Regions from separate parts of the Sus scrofa genome. Here all the other regions are linked to region 2. A link is a contact called in public Hi-C data. All regions are on one chromosome and are shown on one strand. Each heading gives the region's core, a stretch centred on a gene start, on an enhancer-like site or on the middle of the called end of the contact. The rest is flanking DNA. Distances are from core to core; before and after follow the strand shown.

Evidence for each region. A called contact is a pair of places that touch in the nucleus more often than the background predicts.
Region 1: a Hi-C map of fetal liver shows a contact between it and region 2, with 1.8 times the contacts expected there. The contact joins the enhancer-like site here to the promoter of IQGAP2 in region 2. A contact is called at or near these places in 1 of 5 promoter capture datasets (liver), 8 of 47 Hi-C or Micro-C datasets (blood, fetal liver, liver and 1 more) and 2 of 2 datasets of contacts at active chromatin or transcription factors (alveolar macrophages and skeletal muscle).
Region 3: a Hi-C map of liver shows a contact between it and region 2, with 2.2 times the contacts expected there. The contact joins the enhancer-like site here to the promoter of IQGAP2 in region 2. A contact is called at or near these places in 6 of 47 Hi-C or Micro-C datasets (adipocytes, alveolar macrophages, fetal liver and 1 more) and 1 of 2 datasets of contacts at active chromatin or transcription factors (alveolar macrophages).

What each region holds. Positions count from the first base shown.
Region 1 is chr2:85,243,976-85,247,942 of Sscrofa11.1, forward strand. No RefSeq gene overlaps it. Among named protein-coding and RNA genes, the nearest start is that of IQGAP2, 48 kb to the right of the region's middle. Within about 2 kb of position 2,581, at least 9 of the 83 cell types and tissues checked have an H3K27ac peak or open chromatin away from gene starts, as enhancers often do. A contact at or near this core is called in fetal liver, where this site is marked.
Region 2 is chr2:85,292,715-85,297,137 of Sscrofa11.1, forward strand. IQGAP2 (ras GTPase-activating-like protein IQGAP2) reads left to right here and starts at 1,709. Exons shown (of 37, transcript XM_021084462.1): 1 at 1,709-2,057. The coding sequence starts at 2,012.
Region 3 is chr2:85,337,834-85,342,206 of Sscrofa11.1, forward strand. All of the region lies in intron 1 of IQGAP2 (ras GTPase-activating-like protein IQGAP2), which reads left to right. Among named protein-coding and RNA genes, the nearest start is that of IQGAP2, 46 kb to the left of the region's middle. Within about 2 kb of position 2,593, at least 8 of the 83 cell types and tissues checked have an H3K27ac peak or open chromatin away from gene starts, as enhancers often do. A contact at or near this core is called in alveolar macrophages, fetal liver and liver, where this site is marked.

The sequences.
Region 1 (3,967 bases), core at 1,331-3,830, 48 kb before region 2:
TTCAATTGTTAGCCAGAACCAATGGGAAGAAAACATTTGTGGGGGAGTTTGTTGCAGAGCAGATGCTGTGGTGTTCCACCCCAGAGCAGGAATGGCAAACCGATTTTTATCTAGTATATTAACTCCAACTGATGGGTAGTGTGCTCGGAACATTTGTTTGAGAAGCATGTTGAGCCGCGCTCTATTTTATAGCATTGGCATGGAGGCAGAAACATAAACTGCCTGCCGTGGATTTGTTCATCCCCAAAGAATACTTTTGACAGCATTGAATGGAAGACCCAGCCACAAATAGCTTTGCCAATCAAAAGAATTGTTATTACACATAACAAAAAAGTAGGATAATTCCGATGTTGGTTATGATTCAGGGTGGGCGACGGCAGTGAAGACCCAAGTTCATTCCATCTCTTGTCTGTCTCTTGTTCCCTTTGTGGGCATGAGATGATTCCAACCATTCTAAACATCAGATCTTCACACAAAAATCCAAAGACCAGTTCTCCGGTAGCTCAGCGGGTTAAGAATGTGGCGTTGTCACTGCTGTGGCATGGGTTCGATCCCTGGCCCGGGAATTACTGAATGCTGCAAGTGCAGCCAAAAAAAAAAAAAAAAAGAAAGAAAATCCAAGGGCCAGAAGAGGGACCATAAAAGGGTTTTATGATCCTTTCTAAGCTGAGGAGAAAAGAGAACAGTCTTAGAATGTTCCAGCAGACATCCGCCTCTGCCTCATTGGCTGGGTTGGAATCATTTGCCTACTCCTGAACGAATCATTAGCAAGGGGCATACAGTTACCATAACTCGCTTGGACTAACCAAGATGTACCTGCCCCCAGCGAGCGAGTGAGGAAGGAGCACACTCTTCCCCGAAGCACATGGCTTCTGCCTGCCTGAACAACACTGGGGATTGGTGAGCAAAGGAGAAGGAAGGGAGCCATTGAGGAGGCTATCAGCAAGGCCATGAGCTCTCGAACTGTGCTAACACTGCAGCCTCTGGGGACATTTATACTTCACGTGACTAAAATGACATTAGGAGTTCAGTTTCTCAGTCACATTTGGCCACGTTTCCGGAGCTCAGCGACCACATGACTAGTGGCTGCCATATTGGACAGCGCAGATAGAGGACATTTCATCGTCCCTGGAAGTTGCGTTGAACAGCGCTTCCCTGGAGGTTGTGTATTCACTCCCCTCCCTGGGCTGTTCCTTCTCTTAGGGTCTGCTGGCACCTCTCCCAGGTTCTTTCCCCTAACCTAGATCCTCTCTTTGGGCTATAGTGACTTTGTCGCCCCTTTTCCTTCCCCCAGCAAACTGGAACTTCCCAGCCCAACACAGGTCTTCACCCTTCCTCCAGGCTCCCAGCCCACCACATCTAGATCCTATTCAGTGTTTAAGAAAAGCTGCCATCTGCCTCCCTTTCCTTTCTTCCCTGTTCCATGATGAGGATCTTAGAAGGGGGAAGAGAAGACTCCAGAGGCTTAAAATCCCTGGTGGTTATCAGGGATGATGGCAAGCAGAACTCACCTGAAGATGCTGGAGTCAGATGAGTGCGGCATGGATCATAGTGAGGCGTCCGAGGGAAGCATCCACAGGACTGGCCTGTTTCAGTGGCTGCAAAATCCCATCTGTGGAATTCCTAGCAGTCTGTGTGTTCAAACAAGGTAGCATCCTGTGTATTGATGTTCACTGCCATGAAAGCACCCTCATTATCTCTTATCAATTTGCCGGGGCAGCCATAACAAAGTACCATGGGTTGGTACAGGCTCACACAAGGGGAATTTATTTTCTCACAGTGTTTAAGGCTGGGATTTGAAGTTCAAGATCTGGACAGGTTTGGTTCCTGCTGAGGCCTCTTTTCTTGGTTTTAGATGGCTGTGTTTCTGTGTCATCACATGATCATCTCTTGTTACGTGTGTCAGTTTCCTCTTCTAAGAAGGGCACCAGTCATATTGGATTAGGACTTACCCGAATAACATCATTTTTACTTAGTTACCTCTTTAAAGACTCCATCCATCTCCAAATGCCATTGAATTCTGAGGTAGAAGGGGGGTTAGGGCTTCAACATGTGAACCGTGGGGTAGTAAGAGGGGGGACACTATTCAGCCCATAACGTTATCCCAAATGCTACTTATTTGTTGGTGGGTATGTGTATTGTGTATGAAAGTGTGATGTGTGCATATACGGGTACAGAATGTGATAGAATGCGCCTGTGGTCATAGGGGAGACCACACAGCCTAAGTGGATGTGTTCACTCTTTTGTGTGCTGTTCATTCAGAAGGGGGTCATAAAGACAGAGGTTAAGGAGTAACCCTTGATCCCTGCACCCATAAGCCAAAAACCTGAGGTACACCCCAACATGGCTGGGTCACGCTGTTCTTAGACCAGTGACTCCTCGCCTCCTTCGGTCTCTCTGCTTATTAGAATTCCAAATGAGACCTTGCTGTTTCTGTACAGTCATTTTCTCTAATATTGGTGTCCATAGGCACATGATTCCCATTCTGCACCGCAGCCTCTCAGCAAACCACCCCCTCTGTGGGCGTTTCCCCCTGAAGCCTCCTCCACCCTGTGCCCTGGTTGGCTGCCAGGGTAGCCAGAAGGAGGAGCAGTCTGGAGCTGGGGTGGCCCACGTTGTTCAGTGGGGCAAAGAAATGCATCATCATCTCCTGTAATTTGCAATCCAGACACCAGGTGGAGAAGTGAAAATCAGAAAGGAGAATTCCTGAAGCAAAGGCAAGCTCCAGCCCTGGGGCCCGAGTGAATGAGCTGGTGTGATCTGGGACCACGGAGGACACAGTACGCTCCAACCCAGACTCCCCAGTGCACTGGGCAGCCACCTGCCCTCAGTCATATTTCCATGTCCCCTGCCTAAGAGCCCATGGGGAGAGCAAAACTGACCACGTGTGCAACAGCCCCACTCCTCACACCTGCTCACGTCTGCATGCTGGCTCCCAAGGTGGCAGCAAAAGTCCCTTTGGACTGAGATGTCCATGGAAATCTCATCTGCAGATTCATTTTGGGATGGGGCTATAGGGGCAGCGATTGCACGTTACAGAAGACTAAGTGATGCTGAGTTGCCCCATCCCCTCTTTTGGTCTTTGCAAACTGTGGACATACCTCACCATAGACCGGTGGCCACCCTCTTGCCGGGGTTTTGCTGTGCTGTTGCACCCTCTCCAGCATCCTGCCTGGTCTTCAGGGACATTCGTGTCCTCCCATCTTCATTAGAGGAAACTGGTAGCGCTTTCTAAAGTGCTGGGAGCTCAGGCTTTTCCAAATCTCAAATCCCCATTTCCTCATCCATGCTGAGGACCAAGGGGACCTTCTGATGCTAAGAGCATGATGAATTTGGGCAAAGTCACTTCCAGATTTGAGGGGTCCTCTTTAAGAAAAATGATACAAAATTTTAAACAAAATATTACAAAAGTAACTATGTAGAATGAGAAATGAATACACCATGTAAATCAACTGTATTTCAATGAAAAAATTTTATTTATTTATTTATTTATTTATTTATTTAGTCTTTTTGCCTTTTCTAGGGCCGCTCCCACAGCATATGGAGGTTCCCAGGCTAGGGGTCTAATCGGAGCTGTAGCTGCCAGCCTACGCCAGAGCCACAGCAATGGCGGGATCCGAGCCATGTCTGTGACCTACACCACAGCTCATGGCAAAGCCGGATCCTTAACCCACTGAGCGAGGCCAGGGATCAAGCTCGCAACCTCATGGTTCCTAGTCCATGCCACGACAGGAACTCCAATAGTGTTTTTTTTTTTTTTTTATTAATTCACTGCCTGACACACCTCTCTAACTTTTTTCTATATTTTTTTGGCTGCATACTCTTTTTTTTTTTTTTTGTCCATACCTATGCATACAGAAGTTTCTGGCCAGGGATCCAACCATGCCACAGCAGTGACAACACTGGATCCTTAACCAGATGAGCCACCAGGGAACTCCATGATTGCCTCTTTATGTGTCAGCAGTTT
Region 2 (4,423 bases), core at 459-2,958:
AGTCCCTTTGCCTGATGTCATTGTCCTCCGTGATCTGATATCAGCTTCCAAGTTCCTACCCTCACCCAACCTCATGCCCCGTGCTATTGTCCCTTGTTCTTGCCTGCCCTCCAAGAGCAGACATTCTCCATTCAACTCTTACCCATTTTTCTTTCTTTTTCTTTTTTTTTTAATTCTCTTACCCATTTTTTCAAGGTCCACCTTAAACCATGCATTCAAACGCTGTCATCTTCCTTGACCATTTGGTTTATAGTGATTTTCCTCCCACTTCAAAGTGCATAGGCTATCCACTTATTTGAATCCTAAGTCATACCCTCATACTGACAATTTATAGGTGTAAGGGCTTAATTATCAGGATGCAATATATGGGATCACTGAGATGAACTTGAGCTATCCAATTTGGCATGTCTGGAATCACAGGAAATTCTTCTGTTATATGCCTATATCTGGGTGAACACTGACTGACAGCCTGCTGTGCCTCAGAGTGTGGCCAATTCACCTTTGAATTACTCTTATAAGAGATGTCTTCTTTTTTTAAGGGAGGAAAAAACCCCACTCACCCCTCCAACCAGATGAGAATCTAATGCCTCTAGAAAATAAAGAGAGAGGAGCAGGATAGAATCCCCTTGCTCTCCCATGGGAAGACATTCCCTCTGAGTCCAGCAGAGATCTCTTGTGCCTTGTGTTAGACATTTTCCAACATCTGCAATGTCAGCATCACAGGGCAGCTTGTTAGAAATGCAGGTTCGTAGGCCCCAGACCAGACCAACTGAATTGAGAACTCTGAGGGTGGGGCCCCAGAATCTGAGTTTCAACAAGTTTGGGAACTGCAGCTCCCACGCGAAACAGAAAACATCTGGCCGCTCTGCATCTTTGCAGACTGAGAACCGGTTGGTGTCCCCATGCCACCTTCTCTCCAATGAACTCATCTCATAACCCCACCTCAGATATTTTATTTGGCCAGCCATCTGGTCACCCACACATTCCACATTTGACAAACGGGTGAGGACACGGGTATAGAAGTGTCCCACATTCCTCCAGATCTTATCACTCTGAGGCACAAAGAGAAAAACAGCTCCAGGTGACTGCACGAAAAAAAAAAAAACAAAAATTTTAAAATTACCACATGCAGTTTAATTTCCTTAAAAGCATGACCAGAAAAGGTTTCTGTGGTGTGAGACCCCAGCTAGCAGGGCTGGGCCATAGTTCTGTACTTGGGGGAGGGGAGCAGGCCGAAGGTGAGCAGAGGATGACTGGCAGGCAGTTGCGTTTTGAGTGGTTGCTCGGGGAGTGTTTATCTTGTCCCTCCAGCAAGCACACACTCTCAGTTTCTTGTCATGAAAGGGGAACCCTGTATTTTGTGGACAAGGAGTCAGAAGCAACGTGTGAAGGAAAAAACGAAAAAAGAAAAAAAAAGGTCAAGGCTTAATCTCCCCGGAGGAAAAGGAACCGCACTGTTTGTCCTGTAACTGAGCAACACCCTGGGCGGCTGGGGCTGCCTGGGTCTTCTGCGGTTTTTCTTGCTCTTCTCCGCGGAGGTTCACTTCCACCCTCTAAACTCTCCACAAGTGAAAAATCAGGCGGGGCGCCCGCGGCCCCAGCTGCAGGGGATCCCGGCCCAGGGCCCGCGCAGCCCCCGGGCCGGGTAGGGGCGGGTCCAGGAGGCCGGCGCTGCGCCCCGCGCGCGGTAGAGGTCGCTGCGCCGCGGCGCGCGCTCCCACCGCGGTGGATAACGGGGCCGGGCTGGAGGAGAAAGGAAACCTGTCCGGGAGGCGGCGGCGGCGGCAGCCGGGAGCAAGCGAGGGAGGAGAGTTCACTTTTGCTCGGGTGTCAGCGCGCGGCGGCCGCAGCGGGCGCTGACGAGGGAACACCGAGAGAGCGGGGCGCCCAACTCGGGGCGGCCAGCGAGAAGCCGGATACGAGCGCGCCGGCGGGGCGCGGAGCGGCGAGCCTGGCTAGCGAGGGGAGCCGCGGGGGGCGCGCCCCGGGCGGGCCCCCGGAGCTGCGTAGGATGCCCCACGAGGAGCAGGCGTCCCTGCAGAGACCCCGCTATGGCTGTAAGTGCGCTGGGCTCGTCGGGCTGCGCCGGCCTTGGGGAGCCCCCTCCGCAAGGCCGGAGTTGGAGAAGCGGAGGGAACCGGAGGGCAGCGGTTGGGTGGCTTGCAAAGTTAGGAGCTGGAGTTGCAAGGGCTGTTGAGCGGCGTCCTCCCGCTCTCCCCGCAAATTCCTAATCCCCAGCTGGCACCTCAATCCTCTATCCGCACACCCCACGGTGGCTCGAGGCAGCGCTTGGTCTGCTCCCTGGTACACGCCAGGCTGGGGGTTTAGGGGTGTCAGGTGAGGAACCCGCGGAGCTCCCGGCAGGTTGCTGGTTCGGGCCAGGGGGTGGCGTAAGGGACCCGATTCTTCCGACTCTGAAGGGGAGGAAAGTTTGTTTGCAGTGGCTACAGGTGGGCTCCCTAAGTTACGTGCCCGCGCTAGTGGTAAGGTTGGCTTTCCTGGAAGGGCTGGCGTCTCCTCCTACCCGTCTGCCTCTGACTTCACCTGGGCCGCAAGACCTCTTGGGCCCCACAGGTGGGAGCCCTTTCCTGGTGCAGCTGAAAGGGTCACCTCTGGCGCCCCACCCCCTCTCCAACCCTACCCCGTCACCCCGCCCCTGGCTCTGCCGAGACTGTGTGGCGCGCAGGAGGATTGTGGCGGGGACAGGACGCGGTGCTGGGCTCCTCGGGATCCGGATGCAGCCCGCGTGACTTGAACGAGGTGGTGTCTGTTACCCAGCCAGGGGCTGCCCTCGGAAAGAGGTTGCTTTGGCGGATCGTGAGTGGATAGAGCCAGGTTAGCACCAACCACGTGGCTTCATGTGCAGAGTTCAGAGCTTTACCAAACATGTGCCAGGAAGTATTTCCTTTAAAACAAACAGAAAGTTGGCGCGCTCTCTCAACAGGGTTGGACCTGTCAGTGAACCCATGGCCACGGATGGATCACAGGTTAATCTTTTGCCCAGGCTGGCCTTGGTGGCAAGGGTAACAAGCTTGGGTTAAGGTGGTGATACTTACTGCAGCGTTTTGTTTTGTAGTTCTGGCTGGTGGTGAGGGACACCGGCGTGCCTAATAAAGGGGAGTAGTCAGCTTGTGCACCCTCTTTCTCCCCGCCAATCTTGGAATGGACCCAATCAGAGATGGGAAGTTAGTTTTCCCCTGTGACCTTTACTGTGTCAGGCAGTGAGGCTGCCTGGGGAGTCAGCTGCAGCCTCTCCTCTAGGGAAATGCATTTTACAGTTAATCCAGCCCAGCTCTTTGCAGCCTTAGTTTGCCTGTTGCTAAACCACAGACAGCAGAGCTTCTTGGGTTGGGATGTGTTCATCCAGAATGGTGTCAAGCGTCCTTGGGTTGGTGAATGTCCTTTACGTGTCAAGTTCCCAGAATACATGGTAGCTTCACTGTGTCAGGTTATACGATGGCCACAAAGTGTGGAACCTAGGTGAGTATGCCTAACAAAACGGGTTTTGGTAGCACATTTTAAACCATGATCTGTTCAGTGTGTAGTTGCTCACTGATTCACTGTGCTGGGCAAAGTTGGAGTGAATGCAATGCATTGATGCAGAATTTCCATCCGTCTCTGCATGGGCTTCTGTGATGGTGCTCAGTTTTCATGGAACACACCTTTGGTTTTTGAGCGCTGTAGGAGCAGCACTCAATGAGGTTCAGGTCCGGCAAACAGGAAGCGCACTCCACGTGGCCATTTTCTTTGGAAATAATCACCCAGCTTTTCTTAGGAGTCTTGCGTAATGGGGGTGTGCCCTCTTGTAGCAATCAGTCCCATTTACCCTTTCTGACTTCATCAAGTGCTATGTTGGTCACTCAACATAGGGAAAAAATGGGCAATATTTGCCAACTTCCAGACTTGATGGCCACCCTGAAATATTGAGGCTTTAATACAATAACCTGTTAGGTCTTTACAATTAACATTTCTATGACTTTTTTTTTTTTTTTTTGGTCATTTTAGCACGTGAGGCATATGGGAGGTTCCCAGGCTAGGGGTCTAATCAGAGCCATAGCTGCCAGCCTACACCATAGCTTAGGGCAATGCCGGATCCTTAACCCACTGAGCAAAGCCAGGGATCGAACCTGTGTCCTCATGGGTACTAGTCAGATTCGTTTCCGCTGAGCCATGATGGGAACTCTCATTTCTATGACTTTGATACCAGGTTCATGGATGGTGTATGTTCATAGTGTATTTTTAAAAAATCTAGTGGCATGGGCTTTAGTGCTCAAAGATACTACCTAACATTGACTATTCCTGCAAAAGTGGGCGGTGTGATGTATTAGAATATATAACTTCTGATGGGTGTTGGTTTCCTGAATCTTGTGTCAACATGAGATCGAAAGTAGTGCTTTGAGCTCTTCACAAGAAGGCCAGGGAA
Region 3 (4,373 bases), core at 1,343-3,842, 46 kb after region 2:
CCTGGTGTCTGGACTTACTGAGGTTCAGATTCTTCATACCTCTGTGCAGAAGGAATTCAACAAGAGAAAAAGTGATAGGCAAGAAATAGATTAATTAAGGTAGGATGCTTGTGAGAGATGCAAGTGTGCAGGCAAGAAGGCTCTGCCCCAAGGATCCAGTGGGCTACAGTTTTATCCTCCAAGGGGAGCGGGGGGTGGGGTGGGGGGAAAGACAGCCTCTTCCTTTCTGGGAGTGGTAGCTCCTCCTTGGTATCTGGTATTCAGATCAGCAGAAGGGTGGTCCTTAAATTCCTGCCCTTGGTCTGAACCTGAATGCAGGCCTCATCCCATTCCCTACCCAACAACCTGAGGCAAATCTTGCACCTCCACTAGTCCAGCAAGCCTGCCTTGTTCTGATGGCTTTCTTGAGCAATTAGAGTGATCTCCCCTCGTCCCCTAGGTTTTCCTTTCTATCTATGGTCCCTTTTACTGGGACTCCTACAACTACCTGTGCCTACTCCATCCCTATCAGGGGGGCGACTTTGAGGGCTGAGAAACAGGATGGGAGACCAAACACAAAGGTGCACCTTGAAAAGGGCACATGGAACTTCCATCCTTCTTCTCTAGCTGCGTTTCCCACCCAGCGTTCTCTCCCCTCCTTGAAAACCTGACTTCAGCCTCTCTTCGTCTAGAAAACTGGCTCTGATGAATCCTATTATCAAATACTCTTTTCTCTAACCCCTTGGTTTTTCTATTCTTTGTCTTGTCATTAGTCTGCCCTTTCCCCAAAGGTTTTTCCAAACTTTTCTCCAGTGTTAAATGTGTTTTCTGTTACATTGTAAACCCTTGGCGGCTCAGAGTCTTCTCCCACCTCATCCCATCCCCTCTCTCCACCCCCTGATGTGCACTGTAACTATTTAACCACTAGTTAGAGACTGCCACTTAGCGAAAGAAACACATTCTGTTGTTGTTGTATTTGTTGGTCGTAATTATAAGCCACTTGGAAGGCATTTTAGGACCCTGCATTTCTGCAGTTCTCTGCCAGCATTTTGTACCTAGTGGACCGATCGTAAGAATACATTTCCATCCTCACTTGGCTTCATAAATGGGGATGCTTCAGCTGCACAAATGCTAGCAGAGCTCTCCTGTCTGGAGTAGAAACAATGACTTAATTCTGAAATTGTATTCAAATCCTCTAAGGAGCTGGTGCTGATACACAGTTTGGCTACCTCCTCTGATCTGCAGTAGACCAGTCCTGTGAGGGGATTTAGATGTTGATCCGTGTCCCAGTCTTCCAGCCAGAAAAGAAATGCCAGGGGAGACCAATTATTCATTTGTCTGAAGCAGAACGGGAATTACTATGTGTAAGATGCTTGCTGTCCTGGCTGCTGTGTAAAGTATTTCAAGCTTTGGTCTAAAGAATTCTAATTTCTGAAAACTTTGAAAGCTTTCTCAGTGGTTATAAGTGCATCCATTTCTCTAAACCTGGGACCTTGTACTTTCTCAGAGCAGGAGTTCTGCATATTAGAACAAAAAGCACACAACAAGCCAAAACCGAAATGTTTTCAGCTTTGTTGCCCAAGAGGGGTAAATTCTTTCCCACAAGAGAGCGGTTCCCAGGGTGTTTTATCCGCGCTCCAAGTAGTTTACAAAATCAGGGTTTGTGTACATCCTCCTCAGCCTGCAGACTCGACGTTTGCTTCCCCCATTCTTGCCAACTCAACTCCCTTCCCACATCAGTCATTCCATTTCCTCCTACTGCTCCCTGAATTGTTGACCTAAAAGAGTAAAAATATGTTTACTCTAATATGATAGGATACCTCCAAAAGCTCAGTACAAACTAAGCCCAGAAGCCAAGAGTTGGATTTAAATACAAACCAGCTTGTAATCTCCTAGCTCTGGGACCTTGAGCCACACGCCTACCCCCTTTTAGCCTTCATCAAGTGGAGGTAATAATGCTTGTCCATCTACCTGATGGGGCTGTGACAGTCATATGAGCTAATTTGACATGGTAGCACTTGGTAAATGTAGATGTCTTCTATGAAACCAAAGAGCCCAGTGTATTTTGTTGAGGCCCTGCCCTCTGCTGTTGGCATCATCTGCAGTGTTTTATGGTTTCTCACAAGTCCAGTCTCCTATGAACCCTCAGTGTGTAAGCTGATGCTGATTTTCGTGTCCTGCTTAGAAGCCAGAGAAGCTTCTTGTTGGTTAAAACGAGCCGACACTGCTTTAGTCCAAAGTCCAGTTGAGTGGGATTCTCTGGCCATGATTGGACTGCCAGCATGTCTCCATTTGCAGAGGAGGATCCATTGGAGAGCTGAATTTTTGGCAGACTTTAAAAATTGACTGTCCTGACTCATGCGTTAATTCACACTCACTCACAAACAGCATATGCTTGCATTAAGAGTACCCTTCTGTTCTACAGCCTCACCTTCCAACTGAGGCTGTTTGATTAAACTTGCAAATATACATTGAGATTGACAGTCCGCGCCTCGTATATCCCTGCAGCAGCGGGATGCTGCCGTGTTGTTTCCTCCTCAGTCACACAAACGTGTCTTGATGGGGGTTGGCACAGGGCGGTGACTCTCTGGTGCTGAGCCATGTGCCGCTTCCACCTCCACCATCTGAAGTCACAGAATGAGTTGGCTGCTCTTGGTTGGCTTCCTTTTTCTTCCCCCTACCATGGCTCTTCTTCCTCCTGTTGGCTCTGTCGCCAAATTGTGCTCTTGCAAAGCATACCCATGGTTTTCTTTTAGTTCAGACTTGGAAGCCTTCACGTTACATAGGCTTGCCACTGCCTGCGCTTCATTCCCCAGATGAGGTCCTCTTCTGTTCATTCCCTTTTTCTTTTTTCTTTTTTGTCTTTTTGCCATTTCTTGGGCCGCTCCCACGGCATATGGAGGGTCCCAGGCTAGGGGTCGAATCGGAGCTGCAGCCCCCGGCCTACGCCAGAGCCACAGCAACGCAGGATCCGAGCCGCGTCTGCGACCTACACCACAGCTCACGGCAATGCCGGATCCTTAACCCACTGAGCAAGGGCAGGGATCGAACCCGCAACCTCATGGTTCCTAGTCGGATTTGTTAACTACTGAGCCACGACAGGAACTCCTTCATTCCCTTTTTCTTACCTCTTTCCCTACCTCTTCTCTCTCACTCGTGCACCACATCCAAGGCATAGAGGCACCGACTGCCTTCGTGCCATCAGTCATCTTCCTCTCTGGTGTCTTTGAACTTTCTGTGTTACACAATAAAGTTGACTAGAAATTCATCATACATTTTAATATTTGGGTTCCTTTTTTCTAGAAATTCAAAGAGGTCAATTGGGTGCAGAAAAGTTATTTTTCTCAATGGAACTGGCATGAAAGTTTATTCCTTATATTTAAATTTTTTTTCTGTAACTGAACATTAAAACCACTGTAATCCTTTCTTATTTCTGAAATAGATAATTAAAGTAATACACATCAGTGGTATAGAGTGTTTGGAAAATAGAGTTAAGGAAGAAAGTTAAGGAAGAAACCCAGAGCCCTCCTTTGGGAAACAAATGTTTTAACATTTTGGCATTTCCTTTTAGGTTTTCCCCCCCTTTGATTACAGTGCACATAATAACATAATCTTATATAATTATTATAGCAACACATGCATACCTATATGTGTATTATGGGAAATTCAAATTGTGGTGCTTCAGCAATTTTATACAACTTCAGATAAATTCAGTTTGCAAGTTATATGGGAGGTAGGCACTAAAAACACTAAATGAGGGGAAATCAAGTTTCAGCAATTATCCTTGGAAAAACTAGCTGATGATATATTGTCTTTATTATGCATGTTTATACATTTTATGTCTTATAACTTATTAATAATTGATTATATTAAAAATTAAATAATTTACAATATGTATGATTTTAAATTTTATTTTATTTTTTTGCTTTTTAGGGCCAGACCCGCGGTATATGGAGGTTCCCAGGCTATGGGTTTAATTGGAGCTATAAGCTGCTGGCCTACACCACAGCCATAGCAACATGGAATCTAAGCCACATCTTTGACCTGAACCACAGCTCACAGCAAAGCCGGATCCTTCACCCACTGAGCAAGGCCAGGGATCGAACCAGCAACCTCGTGGTTCCTCATTGGAATCATTTCCGCTGCACCACGACGGGAATTCCTAAAATATTTTTTAAAACACTTCATGGGGTAGGGCATTATTCCCATTTTACAGATGAGGAAACTGAGTGTCTAGTTAATTCTTTCATAATGTAATATGACTATGTTGCAGGCACCTAGTGCCAACGCTCTTTACTCTCAGCCAACCACTCCCCCCTCTTTTTAAAACCGGATACCTGTTAGTTTAGGCAGAAATCCATTTTTGGGGGAAAAAAGAGGAGTTGTATGGTGGA